2 separate regions of the Gossypium raimondii genome follow, and region 2 is linked to region 1. A link is a contact called in public Hi-C data. All regions are on one chromosome and are shown on one strand. Each heading gives the region's core, a stretch centred on a gene start, on an enhancer-like site or on the middle of the called end of the contact. The rest is flanking DNA. Distances are from core to core; before and after follow the strand shown. Region 1 overlaps LOC105788054 (probable inactive nicotinamidase At3g16190). Region 2 holds the start of LOC105788057.

What was found. Hi-C and Micro-C count contacts between places; a contact is called where the count stands out from the background.
Region 2: a contact with region 1 is called in a Hi-C map of leaf, with 2.3 times the contacts expected there. The contact joins the promoter of LOC105788057 here to the enhancer-like site in region 1. A contact is called at or near these places in 2 of 2 Hi-C or Micro-C datasets (both in leaf).

The regions. Positions count from the first base shown.
Region 1 is chr2:12,470,244-12,477,393 of ASM2569854v1, forward strand. LOC105788054 (probable inactive nicotinamidase At3g16190) reads left to right here. Exons shown (of 5, transcript XM_012614739.2): 5 at 1,184-1,455. The coding sequence ends at 1,257. Among protein-coding and RNA genes, the nearest start is that of LOC105788054, 9.9 kb to the left of the region's middle. Within about 2 kb of position 3,303, the one cell type or tissue checked has open chromatin away from gene starts, as enhancers often do. A contact at or near this core is called in leaf, where this site is marked.
Region 2 is chr2:12,595,347-12,602,114 of ASM2569854v1, forward strand. It overlaps LOC105788057, which reads left to right and starts at 3,817. Exons shown (of 16, transcript XM_012614746.2): 1 at 3,817-3,936; 2 at 4,276-4,410; 3 at 4,495-4,578; 4 at 4,683-4,754; 5 at 4,843-4,914; 6 at 4,998-5,234; 7 at 5,577-5,687; 8 at 5,770-5,883; 9 at 6,042-6,158; 10 at 6,242-6,310; 11 at 6,484-6,590. The coding sequence starts at 4,300.

The DNA of each region.
Region 1 (7,150 bases), core at 2,053-4,552:
CCTCCACTCCCCGGATGCGGTCTTATTAATGGATACTAAGAATAGAACAGACAGGTTGGAGAAATTGAAGAGGGAGTTGCATTTTTATTATATATGTCATGTTCCTCCTCGGGGATTAGCAGGTGGTCTTTGTTTGCTATGGAAGAAGAGCGTTGATTTTCAAGTTCGGACTGTTTACAGTTTCATTATGGAAGTTGAGGTCAAGGATGATGATAAAAACAAGCGTTGGATGCTTGACTGTATCCATGCAGATTTTGATGACCAGCGACGTCGTGAGCAGTGGAGTCTCTCGCAGCGAGTGGCAGGTCGTCGAGCAGATGGGTGGGTAGTTCTTGGGGACCTGAAGGATCTTCTTTTACCAGATGATAAGGAGGGGGGATGTCACCGGTCAGCTGCTTCTTTTTCAGACTTCAGAAATTTTTTAGATAAATGTGGACTGCTGGATGTAGGTTTTGTTGTTCATCCTTTCACTTGGTTTCAGAAACGACAGGGTTCTTTCAATGTGAAGGAGAGGTTAGATCGAGTCTTAGTTAATGTTAGTTGGAGTCATTGCTATGAGCGAGCTTTAACCTTCCTGCTATAGGCAGTGACCATAGCCCCATCTTGTTGAACACTGAAGTTTTGGATAGTATGAAAGGTCCATTTTTCCCTTATGATTCACGATGGAATAAAGATGAAGAGTGTGCTGAGGTTGTCAAACAAGCTTGGCAGCTTAATGTGCGTGGTTCAGACTTGTTTAAAGTGCAGCAAAAAATGACAAATTGCCGGGTTGAGCTGCTGAAATGGAGAAGCTAGCTAGACAGCCCGTGTATGACCATGTAAAGGCGAAATCATTGAAGCAGGACCTTAAGAGAGAAGAGGAATTCTGGAGATGTCAATCTCGGGTTCAGTGGCTTCAAGCTGGTGATAAAAAGACAAGTTCTTTCCATGCTTTGTGTGTTCAGAGTCGAAGGCATAATCAAATTCGGGGATTGGTTTTTATGACAGTGGTATGTGGAAGGAGGTTTGCTGTTAACAGACATTTCTGTTTCTTATTTGTCTACCATGATTGACATATGAAAAGAATTTTCTTACCTTGATTATTTGTACTTGCAACTTTGAGAGAACCAAATAGACATTATTTCTTTTTGCAAAAATGGCATCATAGTTTACTGATACAAAGGCTTAACTTTATGTGAACCAGCCAATATCTATGACATGAGAAATATTGGAGTTGCAACACCAACACTTGAGGAGTGGTATGAAACCAAGCTTTGATGAGTCAAATGATTGAACTGGTATGTATTCTTCGGGAGGCATTACTTTTTCCATTAGATCGTTTGTACTCTGCAGGTTCGTAGTATCTGAATTACCTTGTGTGGAATACTATCTTATTTCCATTTTGTAAGAATAAAGATGATTGACAGTGAGTTGATTTCAGCTATAATAAGCCTTACTAGTTTACTTGACTGCTTCCATTCATGTACTTGCTCACGAGTGAACCTTTCCCCAATTCATTTTCTACGTTGGACTTGAGTTGAGTGTCATTTTCTAATACAAATGTGCTCGATACACGCATTTCAAAATTTTAAAATTTTCCCATGGATTTGTGTATCAAACATAGGGGTCGCCACTCTTTTAGCCTATTCTAATGTTTAAAATAAAATTTTGGTTGTGATCCTCATTGATATTCCCAACTAGCGAGGAAACTGACTCTCACAAAAAGTACACACTCGTACATATAATATGTATGTACTAGTAATACTAAGGAATTGGTTCTCACAAAAAAGTGCATGAGTATATATTTTAAGGCAATTAGACTATTGAGGACCTCAAAAGGAGTTAGAGCGTTATAGTTCTTGGGTCTGCTCACCTAAAACCATAGCAGGTAAGGGTCCATGGAAGCCCATTACCATGCATGCGTGTGTAGGTCTTAACTAAGCTCATCATTGAATATTTCCCCTTCACTTTCTAATAGCTTGCCACTTGGATTATACTATATGCAGCATAGTACATGTCTCCTCTGTTTTTTTTTTTTTAAAAAAAAAAGAACAGACCAGTTGGATTAATTATCCGACTCAGGTTTTTACAAATTTAGATCAGTTAGATCTGTACTAGTTGTTTGATAATATAAATGTTTTATTTAATAAGAAATAATTGTTGTTATTTTTGAAAATAGTTAATTCAGGTGGAGGTAGGGGTGCATGTAGGAAGATACTTTATTATTAGTAGTAGTAGTTGATATTGTACGAAGATACTTGAACCATCTTAAAGTTTAGTATTATGTGAAAATTTCTGTGGATACATCACTTCCAAATCAGTGGATTCCATGTTGTTTGCTTGGATAGCTGGATTATATGTAGGATGCAAGTCGACCTGAAATAGTGATGGAATGATGAATTTTCTGATGATTTGAGGTTTCTTTGAAACTCCAAATCAGCCGCATTTTTTGTTTAACACACAAACTCATACAGTTGTCGATCTTGTCCCGCTTTTCAAAGCATAACAATGCAAGGCATGATTTAAGGGTTTTCTTTGGACTAACCCTGAAATCCAACCAAAAATCAGGGGTCCTAGTTTGATGCTCATTTTCTCCCAAGGAAATCTTGAAGCAAATAAAAAGCTTGGTTTTTTCTCTTTTGGATTCTACCCTTTCTTTTTGCTTATTGAGATTCAAAATAGATGATTGATCCAATAATTCTGAGGCTAAGCTACAATCTGAAGTTCATCATCAAGTTACTGCCTGTAAAGGAAATTCAAATCCTTTTCGGCTTATTCAAACAATTATCGGCTCAAAGCCCGACAATAACATGTTAACCCTCCCCCCACCCCTTCCCCCAAAGTTTTAATGGTTCGGTCCATCGTGAAGGACCTTTGGGATCGAGATGAACACAAACAAGAATGGGTGGGTAGAATTAATAGTTGAAGCAGCGGATGGGCTCCATGCCTGCAGACCACAAAGCAAGCCTATTGACCCCAAACCTCAACCAGAAACCAGCAGTTGCGCAAACCTGGTCGGCCCAACTGAGATCTTATGGAGGTAAAGGTAAATACATGTTGGTCCCAATTTATGGCAACCATTGAACAGTCGAATGAAACAATTGAAATGAACATGATTTAACAACGATTAATTCATCATTTTTAAAAGGTTAAGGATCATGATTTGAAACCTTTTGTTTTATCTCGTTGATATATGCATATCTTTTTCGTTTTATATGTACTAGACATTAAAAATCAATTTTCCTTTGCTTCTTTGCACTGTCATTATCTTACAGTCATCTTCAAACTGCCTTCCACAACAAATGGGTGGTCAAGATTTCAGACAAATTAAGAAAAAAACAAAAAATTGGACGATGGGGGAAGCTTATATTGACGGTATTGACATGGCAGATATCTCAATGTTTTTTGTTATTTTGCTCTCCAGTAATCTCAAATGTTTAATGAAGGTTCAAAACAGCAACGCCATGAAATAAACCAATGAAAAAGTATTAAAGTTGAAATTACTCTTACCATTTAATGACAGCAAAAGTAAAAGTATTATGAAAGTCTCTATGAGAGTTAAATTGGTAACCCCTCTACTAAAAAAATAAGGAAATTAGTCTCTATACATTAGATTAGAGAGTAAATTGGTAATTTCTTTTAAAAATTTCATCTTTTTATATTGTTAAAAATTGAGATGATTGATAGAATAATTGGACAGTGACACATGGCATGCCATGTGTACTTCCTACTAACGTACATGAACCGGTTTTTAATAATAAAAATGGATGAAATTTGTAATAAAATGACTAGTTTGATATTTGATCTAATGATCTAATGTACAGAGATTAATTTGCTCATTTTTAAGTATAGGGGCAAAAATACAATTTGACTTTTGCTTGCCCATTAGCTTACGGCTAATAGGTCGTTGTTATTCAGTGTCGTACATTGTATTTAGCCAAGGCAGCTTCAAACTGCTTACTATAGAAATGAGATCCTTCATCACTGACCAATGCACGCGGTGTACCAAACCTAGCGAATATGTTTTTTCTTAGAAATCTCACCACTAATTTTGTACCATTGGTAGGTAAAGCAACTTCGACCCATTTTGAAATGTAGTCGATAGCTAGAAGGATGTACTGATTCCTGAAAGAACTTGGAAAATGTCCCATGAAATCAATCTCCCAAACATCAAATACTTCCACCTCAATTATCTCTGTTTGTAGCATCTCTGTTATGAATAAGAGTTAGTTGTAAAAGTTAGTCAAGATAGTTAAGTTCAGTTGTTGTATAGTTAGTCAGTTAGCATCAGTTAGCAGTTAGTTACCGACTTACTGTATTAAATACTTAGTTAGACCCTCTTTTGTTTTCTATGAATTCAGTCTATCTTAACATGGTATCAAGAGCCAGGGCTTTCCTGGTATAGATTTTTTTTCTTCTCTCTTGTGCTCATGGCTACAGAAGGTGTTCCAACAGTTGACACACCTCGGCATTCTAGCAACTCTGGTGAAGTAGTCCATCAACCAGATTCTGAGATTCTTAATTCATCTGGTGTTCATTACTTTGCCAAGCATGATACTATTAAACTCAGTGAACATAATTTTCTTTTGTGGAAGCATCAGTTGTTGTTGATTCTCGAAGGGTATGGTCTTGAAGGGTTTCTCTTAGGCACCACTCTTCCTCCTCCTGCTTTCAGACCTGGTACTGGTGGTCAGCTTGTAGTGAATCCGACATTTCTTGTACATAATAAGCAGGATAAGTTCTTGGCCTTGTGGCTTTTATCCACAGTCTCTGATGAAGTATTAGTGCATCTAATAGCGGCTAGGACCAGTTTTGATATTTGGACAACCATTGATAGACGGTTTGGTGCCAAGTCCAATATCAAGCTCTCAAGTATGCGTCATGCACTATACTCAATCAAGAAAACATGTCTTCCCATTAAAGATTATCTTTCCAAGGTCAAGAGTCTAAGTGACAGTTTGACTGCAGCAGGTAACCTAGTTACTGAACAAGAACAGATCATCGTTATCTTGTTTGGCCTTCCCATCGAGTTTGAGTCCATTCGAGTACTTGCTTCTGCCACTCCAATAAGTCTTGAGTTGGTTACTGAGATGCTTCTTGATTGCGAAGCATGACAATTGGCTTTATTGACTGATGTGCCTCTGCAAGCCAACTTGGTGTCTCGTTCACAGTAAGGTAATCTCGACAACTTGAAATCCAGTTCAGATTCTACTCGTGGTTCTAATCGCGGACACAGGGGTCAAGCTCATGGGTGGTCTCGAGGTCGTGCTCGTGGTTCGAGCTGCGGGTGGTCTTGTTTGAAACTACAGTGTCAATTATGTGGTAAAATAGGACACTTGGTGCAGACATGTTATCACCGCTTTGATGAGAATTTTTCTGGCCCTGGTTTGAGTTCTTCAATGTCTGTCAATTACCATAATCTTGGTGAAGCTCCTACATCTTATTGTTCATCAGCTCACTGTTATAGCTCGTGCTCACAACCTTTTACGGTAGCTCCTTCATCGTCTTCTCCATCTCTGTCTTTCTCCTTGGCTAATCAGACTTGGTACCCTGATTCTGGTGCAACTAATCACATTACCCCAACCATGACTGGTCTTCACAATGCTTCTGCTTACATAGGTACAAGACAAGTCTCCATGGGTAATGGTGAGTCAGTTTCCATTGCTAAAGTAGATTCTTCAACTTTTGTAGCTGGTTCTTGGTTGTTACATCTCAAAAATGTTCTACATGTTCCTGCAGTTTGTAAAAATTTGATTTCAGTAGGGCAATTTGCAAGAGATAATGCGGTGTATTTTGAGTTTCATCCTTTTTTGTGTTTTGTGAAGGACATTCAGATAGGGAAGATTCTAGTGGAAGGCCAAAAGCATGATGGTTTGTATAGGTTTGACTTCTCTCGAGCTACTTCAAAAAGACCTAGTCCTGCTCAAAGCTTCGAGTCTCCTCTTCTGTGCAATGTTCAGACTCCTTCTTTTGTTGAACTCTGGCACGACAGGCTTGGCCATCCCTATCATAATACACTTGCTCATGTTTTGAATTCTTGTAATGTTTCTTTCAAGCATAGTAGCTTACATTTTGTGTGTACACCTTGTAAGTTGGGCAAATCTCACAAGCTGCCCTTCGGTACATCACAAACAGTGTATTCATTTCCGTTTGAGTTAGTGGCATCTGATGTTTGGGGATCATCACATGTGTCCTCGAATGGTTTTTCTTACTATGTTTATTTTGTGGATGTGTATAGCAGATATACATGGTTGTATTTTCTTAAATTAAAGTCAGAAGTGTTTCGTTGTTTCCTTCATTTTCACAAGATGGTTCAAGTAAAATTTGAGACGTCTATCAAAATTCTACAAACAGATTAGGGGCGAGTATCGGTTCTTATCCACTACTCTCTCTCAGCTAGGTACTAGTCCTTTGTCTTCTGGCTCATTACGTTCACTTGAAGCTCTCCCTGTCTCCGCTTCAACACAACCTTCTGATATCCAACGTTCTCCTAGTTCTTTACCTTCATCAAGGGAGTCGTTTACCATGGGCTGCTCACCGACGTCTAGTGCACCAGCTGATACTCTTGCACAGTTTCCTCCTTCTGTTAACTATCATCCAATGCGAACTCGGTCGAAGAATGGCATTTTTAAGCCAAAACTTTTTTCCACTGTCTTGAATGAGAATGAGCCATCTACCATTGTTGAGGCTTTTAAAAGTCCTGCCTGGACTACAGTTGCACAAGCCGAATATGAAGACTTATTAGCTAATAAAACATAGGATCTTGCACCATTACCTGAAGGTCATCGGGCCGTTGGTTGCAAGTGGATTTTCAAGGTCAAACGACATACAGATGGCTCCGTAGCTCGCTACGAGGGAATGTTGGTTGTTAAGGGCTATTTACAATAGGCAGGTATCGATTTTCTGGATGCTTTAAGCCCTGTGGTCAAGCCAACGACGATCCGGGAAGTTTTGGCTCTTGCTGTGTCTCGAGGGTGGACTCTCAGACAAGTCGACATCAACAACGCTTTTTTGAATTGGGATATGAATGAGGAGATTTATATGACACAACCGCCATGTTTTGAGCAACATTAGACTGATGGTCATCCGCTTGTCTGCAAACTACGAAAGGCACTTTATGGCCTTAAACAGGTACCTTATGCATGGTTTCATAAATTGCGGGAATTCTTGC
Region 2 (6,768 bases), core at 2,567-5,066, 130 kb after region 1:
AGGGGAGACTCTCTATTTATAATTGATCTCCCCCAAAATCGACGGTCAAGATCACATTACATCGACGGACGAGATTAACCTATCCCTTGATTTTAGGGATTTACAAGATTACATCAAATCATATCAAATCTAATCGTTACAAGATATGATTCCCTATCAATCTTTAAAGATTAGTTCTCATACTTATCAAGATTGCCTAAGTTGCCATATCTTTATTATCGGGCCAACCAGGCTTCATAGGCTTTTCCAATAGTTTACCGAATCGGGCCAATTCTTGCGGGCCAAATGATCCCCTATCTAAACAATAGATCTCCATTGGATGCATTTAGTGCGATGGTCACGGGCTTTAAACTTTGACCCATGACATTCTCTCCCACCCATTCTCGCAACGCCCTCGTTGTGACTTCGGAATGGCACTGACTTGATTCACCTCAATCTCGTCTCGACGCTATAGCTTTTCCCTTCCTTCGAGACTTATGCCTCGACTTTCGTCGCTTCTCAACTCGAACCGTCTCACTTGTTTGTACATCTCGATGGCAAGAAGTTACGTCTCTCTCTTGCCCACATTCCAACTTGTCTCGAATAGAATCCTTTTAATTCACAATACATGGCTTCGCTTTGCCCAGAGTCTCTCGGCCTCCTTGCTCAAGAACTTCGAAAAGGCCCCTACGTTCTTGCCAAGTCAACAAGTTAGAATGCAAGACACTATCAGATTGTTGAGAATGTACCTTCCTAGCTGCATTTACTCTGGTCAACTGTCCAACTTGCATCACCACTTTCCCGAAGTTTGATGCACACCCCACCTCTCTCATGGGTGGTAGTCCCTCCAATGTGTCAATAGAAATGAGCCTCATTGATCCTAGCTTCACGGTTTGTATTGTGACTTCTTCCTTTGAATTCGATGCCAAATTCACCTCTTTCATGGGTGAAAAGTCTTGCTAACGACTCGACCAACTCCGTCGCTTTACTCGAATTGAGCTTCATTGGTCCCAACTTCAGTGTTTTCATCTCAACTTTTTCCCCTAAGTTCGATGAAAAACCCATATCTTCCTCATCTGGAAGCCCCTCCGATGACTCAACAAGCTCCGATGTTGCCTTTTCTTTTACCACAATTGACTTGGATTGCTTTGGACAGTTCCGCAACTCATGCGGACCATGGCAAAAGAAGCACTTTACTCGTTTCTTCTTGCTCCTCTTTGCCCTCTTGGCTTCGACTTTTCCTTTGCTCGAACCAAGCTTCTTAGGCTCATTGTCTGCTCCATCATCCCCTTCAATGACAGACTTCTTTAGACACTTCCGTAACCTATGCGGACCATGACACAAGAAGCACTCCACTGGTTTCTTCTCGTTTTTGGCCTCCTTGGCTTCGATACCCTTTGCGCTTGAACCAAGTCCCAAGGCCTTACCTATCGACCTCTCTTCCTTAGAAATCTCAGATTTCTTCAGACATTTCTTCAACATGTATGGACCGTTGCAAAGAAAGCATTTCAACTTGTCCCTTTTCTTGTTGGGTTTCTTCTTCCCAACTCGTGGTTTCCCATTACCACTATTGTCGCCAATGCCATTGCCATCAAAATCTTCCTTGTGATCCTTTTCACATACGCCTCTTTCCTTAGACTTGGAAAATCTATGCTTGTTTTTCCCTAGACCAAGCTTGACTATGGATTTCACTATTGTTTTGGCTTTCGACAGCTTTTGGACACCTCTTTGTTCCACCTCCTATCTAACCCTCGTCTTTAATCCATTTTGAAAAGTAAGCAATGCTTCTTTCGCGGCCACATCTGAAACTTGGAGCATAAGTTCCTTGAACTTTCAAACATACTCTCCCACTGTGCCTCGTTGCGTTAGCCATCGCAACTTTGCCCGAGCTTTTTCCTCAACAAATCTTGGGTAAAATTGTCCCTTCAACTCACACTAGAACTCTTGTTATGTCCCAATCTCACTTTTAATTTTATCTGTAGACCTGCCTCGCCACCATAAAAGTGCAATACCAGTAAGAAACATTAAAGCACTGTTTACCTTAACTGCATTATCCACGATGCCTTTGGCACGGAAGTAGTTTTCCATCCTCCACAAGAAATTGTCCACATCGTATGTAGACCTTGTCCCCACAAACTCTTTTGGCTTTGGGACATCCTCATAACTAAGGGCTGTACTTGACACTTCTTCCCCCATGGCTGCTCGACACAAGGCCAGCTCTCCCTCGAGCTCCTCTATTCTTGTGTTCAAAGCCTTCGCCGTGGCCATTGTTTACTCCTTCAAAGCCATTACCATGGCCTCGAGAGCATTGTTCCTCTCATTCAGCTTCTTCCTTTAGGAATCTAGCAACTCTTGCACATTATCCTTATTGGAAGTGAGACACATGGTCACAAAGTCCCTGGATTGCTCCCACAAGTCATCTATGTGTTCACCAAGCGCATTGTGTGACTCCTTCACATCTTCCATGAACTCCTCAAGTTTATCCACGTGTTCCTCAACAATCGACAACATCTCCCTCAAAGGGACTGATCTTTTGGCTCACCTTTGTTCGAACTCTTCTTTCGACATCCCAATGGTGCCTTCACAACTAATAGCTCGAATACCACTTGTCACAGGGCTAGATCTTTTGTCTCGCGATCCGGTGCGGCCTTAGGCGATCCGTTCGTCCAAGCTCGCCTAAGTAAACCTTTACTCAAGTTAGGATTCCTTTAGAACTCCTCAAAGGTACCAATTTATATAACAAAAGCAAACAATGCCAAAACAAGCCACAAATAACAACAGAAAACCACAGAAAAGAACGCACACAAGGTGTTTGAGTAAATACTCTCAATATTTTTTTATTCACAAAGAATAATGAAACAATGAATGGAGTGAGTACAAATGAGGGGGAGGCTCTCTATTTATAGTTGAGCTCCCCCAAAAACCGATAGTCAAGATTACATTACATCGACGGACGAGATTAACCTATCCCTTGATTTTAAGGATTTACAAGATTACATCAAATCATATCAAATCTAATCTTTAAAAGATATGATTCCCTATCAATCTTTAAAGGTTAGTTCTCATACTTATCAAGATTGCCTAAGTTGTCATATCTTTATTATCGGGCCAACCAGGCTTCAATCTGATAGGCTTTTCCAATAGTTTACCGAATCGGGCCAATTCTTGCGGGCCAAATGATCCCCCATCTAAACAATAGACCTCCATTGGATGCATTTGGTGCGATGGTCACCGGTTTTAAACTTTGACTTGTGACACTAGTGAATATAAAACCACAAGTTTGAAGAAACTTATAAACTGATGAGAAAACCTTTTATTTTCCATCGTATTACTAAATTTACATTTAAAAAATAAAAAATTTGAAGTAAAATCAAGTCGTGACATTAAAAATAATTATAATTTAATAAAAATTGTGATAATTATGCATTTAAAAATAATTATATTTTAATTTACAAATATTAATTAAAAAGTTGATATAAACAATTTGTGCTAATTGTATTTAAAAAAGTTGTGCTAATTTTATTGGTGTAAAATGGATGTATTAGTTAAAAGAATTTTAAACATCTTAATTATCATTTAATTAATATTAGAGTTAATTATATTAATTAGTTATTTTTTCAATAATGTTACTTTACATTAATTACATAAAAGTAAAATTATATTATTGGTTGATTATGTTAAAAATGTTTTAAATATTTTAGATGGAATCAAACTTCAGTACCAAAATTAGACATTTTCAAAGAAAAAGTACCAAAATAAAATATTTGATAAATTAAGGGGCCAAAGATGGCATTATCCCTAAAACTATTTATTTTCTATTAATTAATTAAAAAAATTAAAAACCCTTAACTATCTCTCTTTGAACACCCGCCGCCAACAAGCTTCTCCTGTTCCTGCAGTCTCTGACCCAAGCCCTCTCCTGCCTTCAAGTTCCCACGGAGAAGGAAACTGAATAAGGTAAGTTTTGAAACCCTAAGAAGATTTCTTTCTTTTCTCTCTGCCTCTGCATCACTCTGCTTTATTTCATTTTCTGTTTTCAATCCTACTGCTATCTCTGCTTTCTTTGTTGAGAAGGACAATTCTTTTAAAAGCTATGGGTTGAGCGGTAATAGCGGACCTTCTATTTGTGTCCGTGATCCGCTGCTATTGATGTGAAATTTGTTCGCATCCCTACTGAGGTCTTTATCGGTGGTGGATGGCGCCGGTACCGCCTAATAGCAGCCGCGCCACTGCTACGCCGCCTCCTTATGTTTAGAAGTTTGAAAAAGCTAACTTTTTTTTTTTTTTGCACTGCAGCTTAATTTGAACCTAAAACAGAGCATGGGATTGGAATTGCCGAAATACCCGGAGATGGAGGAAGATCAAGTTTTCAATTTCACTGATTCAGAAATAGTTTCTCATGTCAAGCAAGCTCTCGCCTCCGTCCTATCCGTAAGCGCTCAAAGACACACGCACACACTCTCTCTATTGTGCTTTCTAATGCAACTGCTCTTATATGTTGTATTATTTTTTCAGGGTGATAACAACAGCTATAATCAGCTTGTTGGGGTCATGCACCATTCCAAACATCTTGCCCCTGATGAGGTCGCCTTACTCGAGGTGTCTTTCTGTTCATTTTCTTTTATTACTCCAATGCATACCATCCTATCTTATGTATCTAAGCTTAACTTCGTCTTCTTTTTTATGAATTACATGAATCATAGACTACTTTGAAGGCACTAGCTGGGGCAGTATCTTCTATAGATATTACTCATCATGACTCCCTCCTTTCTGCTGTAAGTTCCTCTCTTTCATTTTCTTTTTCACCTTGCCTATTTTCAGTGTGTTCCCCTTATTTACTTGTTCCCTCGGCAATTCTTCCAGATTTATTGTATGAGCATGTGGAACTACGGGCCTCATGTGGCAGATGCATTAGCTGAACTTATTGTGTCCCTTGTATGTGCTGCTTACTTCCCAGCTCGTTTTCATAGTTTCCTACTTCCACCTTTTCTTTAAAATTATTTTCCATCGTATTGCAGGCTATTTCAAATGGAAAATATCTTGATTTGTGTCTGGGTATGCTTGTGAGCAATTTCACTCCACCACCTTATTTCTTGGATAAACTAAAAATGCCACATGGTCTTGAGAGGAAGGGACAAGTTCTTTCTCGGGTGCATGCAGCTTTCAAAAAGATAGCTGATTATGTCCCTCTTGCCCCCTTGAGATTATTGACCATAGTTCTCCAAGGAATGCCAACAATTTATCATAAGGACCGAGTAAGTTGAATTTTTTCAGTAGGGAATTTAGATTTTTTTTCCTTCTAAATTTTCCTTTTATTATCATATTTAGATATCTTTAGATATTCTGATTGTAGCATGTTACTTAAAAACTCAATGCTGTTTTGCTTATGCAATCAATTTTAGTCCCTAGATGGATGAGAATGTAAGATACCATTGTTCCACTATTGGATATCTGTTCAGTTTGGTGGAGTTCTTAAATGCAATTTACTGATCAATTATGTCATACGTTCTGTTGCTTTGGTGCCTGTAGCTGCCATATTTTATTATTGAAATTTGTTAAGACAATTGAATTTGAAGCCTATCCCCTTGTCGTTGTAGGCAATAGTAATTTATGTGGAGAACATGTTAAAATTAGAGAGTGGTGAAATTGGAGAACTTGTTGGAAGCACAATACTTATGGCTGTGGTGGACCGGCTGATAGAACTAGATGTAAGTAATTTGAATTTTCCTTAGAATGAGAAAATTGTTTGGCTTTTGTATGTCATAATGAATGTATTGGAGTTCTGTTTAGGTGGAGATTGGATGGGATGCCATTTTACAAGATGACTTTAGTAAAGGCATATTTGAGATGGAGCTAGAAGATGTGGATGACATTGAGGAAAGTGCTGAGCCAGATGTTGGAGAGGTACAGTTAACATGTTTTTGGTTCTTAGTTTGCTTGTGTTGTCCCAAGGTTGTTGTTGATGAATTAATGGCCATCCTTTGCACTTCAATATTTTTCTAAAACTCTAGTAACCAGTTTATGATAATCATGATGTAAAAATGATGGAGCTCATTTTGCAGTTCCGATTAAGCCGTAAGAGTCTAGCTGGAAACAGCATCGCTGAACTGCTAGATAACCTACTGGTTTTAACCTTTGAACATCTTGAATCTTGTGAAAGGGAGGGCCGCTTAGCTAAGGTATTTTCTGAAGTTAATCTTTCCATCTCCCACTGCATCCTTTTACCTGGTTCGGTCTTAGGTTTGTTTAATTGCTGTGGTAGGTATTTGAAACACTTCTCCAGTCATTTCGGGTAACAGTTCTAAGTGCCTACAAGTCAAAATTTGCTCAGGTAATACTCATATTGTCATCACATATGTTGTTTAGTTTGTTGAAATTCCGTTTCTAATTCTTGATGAACATCATGGTACTATTTTTTTTTGGTTAAATTTTCTTAATACAAGCAATAAGACCAGCATGACTTGTATGGTAATTCATCTGATTTTTTTTACCTAATGTCTGCAGTTTGTTATGTTCTATGCTTGTGCATTAGATCCTGAAAACTGTGGTATGAGATTTGCCACAGTGCTGGCAGATCTATTTGTTCAAGACTCACAGCCCCAACCAACCAGGTCAGTTTTTTATTATTTGAAAGGGTTAATGAATATTGTCTCCGCGTTTTTGGGGCATATATTTCTTGCCTTTTAAGTTTTAAATATACATAGAATTTCAATCATGTATTTACTACAATACTTTTTTCTACTTCCCTTTTCCCTCTCTTTGTGTGTATCCATGCCTCTTGCCTGATCT